2 separate regions of the Rattus norvegicus genome follow, and region 1 is linked to region 2. Evidence: chromatin contacts called from public Hi-C data. All regions are on one chromosome and are shown on one strand. Each heading gives the region's core, a stretch centred on a gene start, on an enhancer-like site or on the middle of the called end of the contact. The rest is flanking DNA. Distances are from core to core; before and after follow the strand shown.

Evidence for each region. A called contact is a pair of places that touch in the nucleus more often than the background predicts.
Region 1: a contact with region 2 is called in a Hi-C map of the A7r5 cell line, with 3 times the contacts expected there. The contact joins two enhancer-like sites. A contact is called at or near these places in 6 of 12 Hi-C or Micro-C datasets (the A7r5 cell line, the Rat2 cell line, Schwann cells and 3 more).

Annotation. Positions count from the first base shown.
Region 1 is chr4:51,792,555-51,795,254 of GRCr8, forward strand. All of the region lies in intron 3 of Wnt16 (Wnt family member 16), which reads left to right. Among named protein-coding and RNA genes, the nearest start is that of Wnt16, 7.2 kb to the left of the region's middle. Within about 2 kb of position 1,382, at least 1 of the 93 cell types and tissues checked has an H3K27ac peak or open chromatin away from gene starts, as enhancers often do. A contact at or near this core is called in the A7r5 cell line, where this site is marked.
Region 2 is chr4:51,631,720-51,634,419 of GRCr8, forward strand. It overlaps Cped1 (cadherin-like and PC-esterase domain containing 1), which reads left to right. Exons shown (of 22, transcript XM_039108607.2): 12 at 1,091-1,161. Among named protein-coding and RNA genes, the nearest start is that of Cped1, 150 kb to the left of the region's middle. Within about 2 kb of position 1,417, at least 2 of the 93 cell types and tissues checked have an H3K27ac peak or open chromatin away from gene starts, as enhancers often do. A contact at or near this core is called in the A7r5 cell line, where this site is marked.

The DNA.
Region 1 (2,700 bases), core at 132-2,631, 160 kb after region 2:
GGGTTGTTGGTTTTAGAATGTTCCACACCAGTTTCTGGCTATTCCTAGTAAAGTCAGGATAAAGTAGTGTGTGGAGAACAAGCTTCATCCACAGCATTGCCTTTGATCTAACACTGGAAAGCAGTGAGTCCTAAAACCATCTCTTGGGTGCTGTCTGTTTTTCCGCACTGAGTTCCAGCGACACATCTTTCCTATTTCACCGCTATTAGAAACTTACCGACCCAAAGCTTTCTGTGAGGAACCCCACAGATTAAATGCCACCTTCCTAATTGCTCTTCCATTGTTTACACTATAGCCACCCAAACGGGGCACATCTGTTTGCAATAGTTAACACAACCTTCCTTCGTTAACATTGTTATAAACCTTAACAACTCAACTAGAGGGGAGAAAGGAATTTTCCTATAACCACACACAATTCATTCGGTTGCTATTCTCTTTTCCAGTTACCAGAAAACATCAGGCAACCCCTGCAGTTCCACTAGCTATTTAACATTAATTAAGAACCACAGCAGAAAATACAACAGGGCGTGCGTTTTGGAGGGTCTTGGCAATATCTTTAAATATACTTATATTTTCCACTTTCACTCCTCTGCTTTTCTAAGATTAGCTCGTTGAGTTAAAAAGACTTCATATCATATATCACCAATTTCTGTAAGACAAGTGTCTTAACCACACTGTTTATTTTTCTATAAAATTGGAATCACAACTAAGTACTTGTTCATTACCTACATATTAAGTGAAAAGAATTTCTTGCTATAAAACCAGATCAAGTATGTGATTGTGATTTATGAAAATCTGTTCCAAGAAACACTAATGTTGGCAAAGTTAAACTGTGTGTATGCGCGCGCGTGCGTGAGTGTGTGTGTGTGTGTGTGTGTGTGTGTGTGTGTGTGTGTGCGTGTGTAGCCTAAAACAACTCCTTGTTTCATAAAATTCTCCAAGCAGGAACTGTATTGCTCTATTCCAATTCCGAATTCTATCTCTGGAGTATCATGGGGACATTGTTGTTCAAATTTGTTTCAAATTCGTGGAATTCTTCTCCTCAAAGTTCATTTCAATATGTAAATTCTAGAGGAGGAAAAAAAAATGTGTCCCATCTGTGATAAGAATACTATCTCTTCTACTTATGTTAGGTCCAAGTTCGATCAAAAGTCATAGAACTAGAAGTTTAAAAACATAATAGTAGAAATTGGGAACTCCTGTTATTTAAAGAGTTGTTTTCTAGAGTAGAAAATCCCTTAAAATCCTAATATAAGCTTAGTAGGTGACAAAATCGAATTTGCAAGTCTCTTTTTTTATTCTCCCAAACTATGAAGCAGTTCGGCTGACTCACACTGTCTGGGACAGAGTTATGACTGAGCTGGAGGAAAGCCCTCAGTTCCTGGTCTTTGGGAGGCATTGACACCCCCTCCCCCCCAGCAGCTACCTTGCTTCATGGAGATACTTTGTGTCACCTCTTCTCAGTCAGGTTAGCCACTGAGGAAGTTTTAAAACTGCTCCGTGTGAGTGAAGGCTTTAAAAGTCCTTAGGTGTGCCATCCACCCTGTCTTTGGTGCTTTGCAAACCAACACCACCCACATCTAAACCAGTGAAAAAAAGGAAGTTGGGCTCTCAGTCCTGAGCTGAAGGGAAGGTAGCTTTAAATCACCAAGTGATGACTATCAGGAACGCTGATCTGGTTTAAACATACGCTTTACTCTCAGGTCTGGGCTTCTCGGACAATTTATTTTATTACCTACACTGACTGAGCTCTCTCTCTCTTTTTTTCCATATACATTACCACTTAAAATATGAACAAAGGTTGCTGATTGCATTATTTTTAAACCTTTATCTGCATACAGATCTCTTAAAGGAGCAAGTATTTTGTGCATATCAAATGCTGTGTATCAGATTATCCAAGTGCCATAGTTTATGAAGTGAGTTGTTCTTTTATCACCGTAGGGTGGTTTTGCTTTTGCATATTAAGAAATAGATGCAGTTATTAGTTTTGAAGCTTTAGTAACAAAAATGATTATACCAGACGGTCTAGACAGGACAGGGTTTGAATTCTATTCTATTGATTGTTTTAAGTGCTACCAAGAAGTATTAAACATTGTACAAATCAATATCATATGTTCTCATTTAAGTCTGCAGTTCAACGTTACTTGTTTGAAATATTCTTCGTGGTTAGACTGTTAGAATGTTAGAAAAATGCCCTTCTGCAGACATCTCAATAGTAATAGAGCCTTGGTCATTTTGTAGTTTTGATAAGAGCTGTAAGTAGAATTTAAACTGCTTTTGTGAAGTTATATGCTTAATTTTTAAGTCATTGAATTGGGCGGATTCATTTTTCATTTTGCCCAGCATGTTGACAGAATGTGAACCCTACAACTAGTCCTGACGATTTATTAATCTGCTCTGCCATCGTCTGGGGACCGAAGGAAACAATGTTGATACAGAAGAGGTTAGAGCCCTAAAACTTAAGAACCCTTTTGATTGTTAGTTGAGGCTTATTGAAAAATTCGTCTTAACTCTTATGCTGACTTCATCACAGAGAGGAGTAGTTAGACCTTAACATGCCTCAAACAATGGGTTATTACAAATGTTTGTGACTTCATTTAGTGCCCTAGGCTGTATAAACTGAACTCCACACTTAGAAATAAATTTAAAACGATATTAGCATGGACTTCCTTTCCTTTCTTCAGACAAGGTCCGACTCTG
Region 2 (2,700 bases), core at 167-2,666:
TTGGAAGGAATCATTGCAGCTTTGCCTCCATTTTGATATGTACACGAATGGAGAACAGGCTTTAGACAATGAGAGAAATACTAGTTAGCAGTCAGAGAAATCTTTTTAATGTATCAGGTTTTTTTGTTGTTGTTTTTTTGTTTGTTTGTTTTTGGTTGTTTTGTTTTAAGACTTCCTTCCTGCTGCTTCTGGGATGCCTTGCTGACCTCTGTGCCGCTCAGCCCAGTTTCTGGCGCTAGCATTTCATGGGGTCCTCACAGTGTTCCTGAGGACAGCAAATACTACTTATTAGCTCCACTTTAATGGGGTGACAGACAACACAGCATCATAACACAGGAAAGACACGTCCAGGGCTGGAGACCACAGTGCCCCGTGTTCTCTATTATCCAGACCGGACAAGTTTCTGATTGCACTTTAGGTTGTTTTAGTTCCAATTTTCAGGACTCGAAGGTTCATCCAGCCGAGCTTTTGGTTACTTCTACAACACAGAAAGCGAAGTGATCATGCCAAGATATAAACAGCCCTTGCCATCTCTGTGGTTACCAGGGAGGGTAAGAGCACACACTTTGGCAGCTCCAGTTGTTTCCTATAGCCACGCCCGTTTCTCTAATTTTGTGTACATTCTCGGGGCTGTGCCTCAGGACTTCCAAGGCTCTTGGCTTCAAAGCTACGGAATGTTAGGCAGAGATCCCAGTGAAAATGTGCATTTTTGAATCACCTCTGTTGGATCCAGGTTTTCTGAGGTTGCTCAACTTTCCGCTAGAGTGTGAACTTTTTTTTTTTTTTTTTTTTTTTTGGTTCTTTTTTTCGGAGCTGGGGACCGAACCCAGGGCCTTGCGCTTCCTAGGTAAGCGCTCTACCACTGAGCCAAATCCCCAGCCCCCTTTTTTTTTTTTTAAACTTGTTTTCTTCAACTGTGCATTTACTGATTAGAGGTGATAAGCTTGCCACCAGCTCACTGGAGGCTGGAGAGGCTGTTGCGGAATGAAATCTACCATTTCTGGTCTCTGCCAAAATAACTGTGCTCACCTGGGATGAGCGACAGTGTGTCACCTCGTTGACTTGGACTCCCTTGGTACTGTATTTGCAGGAATTCTTCAACAAGGAACCAGACCGTTGAGAAACCACACAGGTCATTGGAAGCCATCCAAAGTAAAAAAGGTAAAAGCATATCGTTCTACATAGTACAGCATAAAGAAAAGTGGCTTCTGGCTAACAAAAAAAGCATGTTTAAAATGGTTAAATTCGTTAGCAACAAAAACAAAAATTAAACAAGGGAACGGTATTTTTCTCCTCGAAATTGGGCTTTTTTTCTTAAAGAAGGAGAAGAGTGAGGGGAAGTGAGTAGTCTCGTAAGTATGGTGAGTGTTTACATTAGGGCACTTGATAGCTTAGAAAGTGTGGTTTAAAAGTCACTCTTGGAGCCTTAGCGCTCGGTGCTAGAGCACATACTTGGTATGCAGAGGCTCTAGGCTCAACCCTTAGTGCACGGGGAGAGATTATTTAGTTAAATAAAATGTCTCCTTACAGACCAGAAATCCAACTGCTAAATATTTGTTTTAAGAACGTAATCAAGAATATGTGTCGTTCTCAAACTCAGTGATGGACTGTAAACCAAAATTCTGCTTAGAAGATCCAGTGCAGCCTCAGTCAGTACTGCGAACCACACAGTACTAGACAAAGTCCTGGTTATAACCGGGATTCCTTAGTTAAAAGAAGCAGATATACTGATGGATCGCTTTCCTTAATATTTTCTTCTTGTATGACAAAAATTAGTTGTTGTTTATAGTCTTCTCTCATCCATTACATCCTGATTTCAATTTCTCCTTCTTCCCCTTCCACAGTCCCCCTACCTCTCAAACCCCTCTCTCCCCCAGACCCACCCTCATTCCACCCTGAGAAAAGAGCAGGCCTCCCAGGCCATTAAGCAAGCACAGCATAACAAAGCTACGGTAAGACCAGGCACATGCTATCACATCAAGGCTGGATGAGGCAAACCCAGCAAGAGAAGGGTCCCACATGCAGGCAAAAGAGTCATAGACAGTCCCCGCTTCCACTGTTAGGAGTCTCACAGGGACACGAAGCTACCCAGCCATAGCATGTACACCGAGGAGCTGGGTCAGACCCCTACAGTCTCCATGATCTCCTGGAGCCCGCATGAGTTTCTGTTGCTTCGTTCTGCAGGCCATGTTCATATGGTGTCCCTGATCCCTCTGGTCCCTTCCATCCTTCCTCTCCCTCCTCTGCGGGATGCCCTGAGCTCCTCCTAATGCTTGCCTGTGGGACTCTGCTCCCATGCGTTCCTGGATGAAGTTTCTCTGGCCCTTTTGATGACAGTTCTGCTAGTCTCTGGCCCCAGAACACTGCAGGCAGGACAAACTGTAGGTGGAACGTTTTGGGACTGGATTGATATTCCAATCCCCTCGCTTAAGACCTAGCCTAGTTACAGAGGACTGGCTGGGGCTCTGTGTCCCCCATTGCTAGGAGTTTTTGCTAGGGTTACTTTTATAGATTCCATTGCTCTGGGTTTCCTATCTCATCCCGGAAATGCCCCCTGATTTGTGTTGTTTCTCCCAGGACCCCCCCACACACACACACAATTGACTCCTCCTGTTCCCAACCCCACCCACCCCCGTCCACCAATAAAATCTATTTTTGTTTTCCCTGTCAAGGGATATCCTTGGTCCAGTCCAATACTGT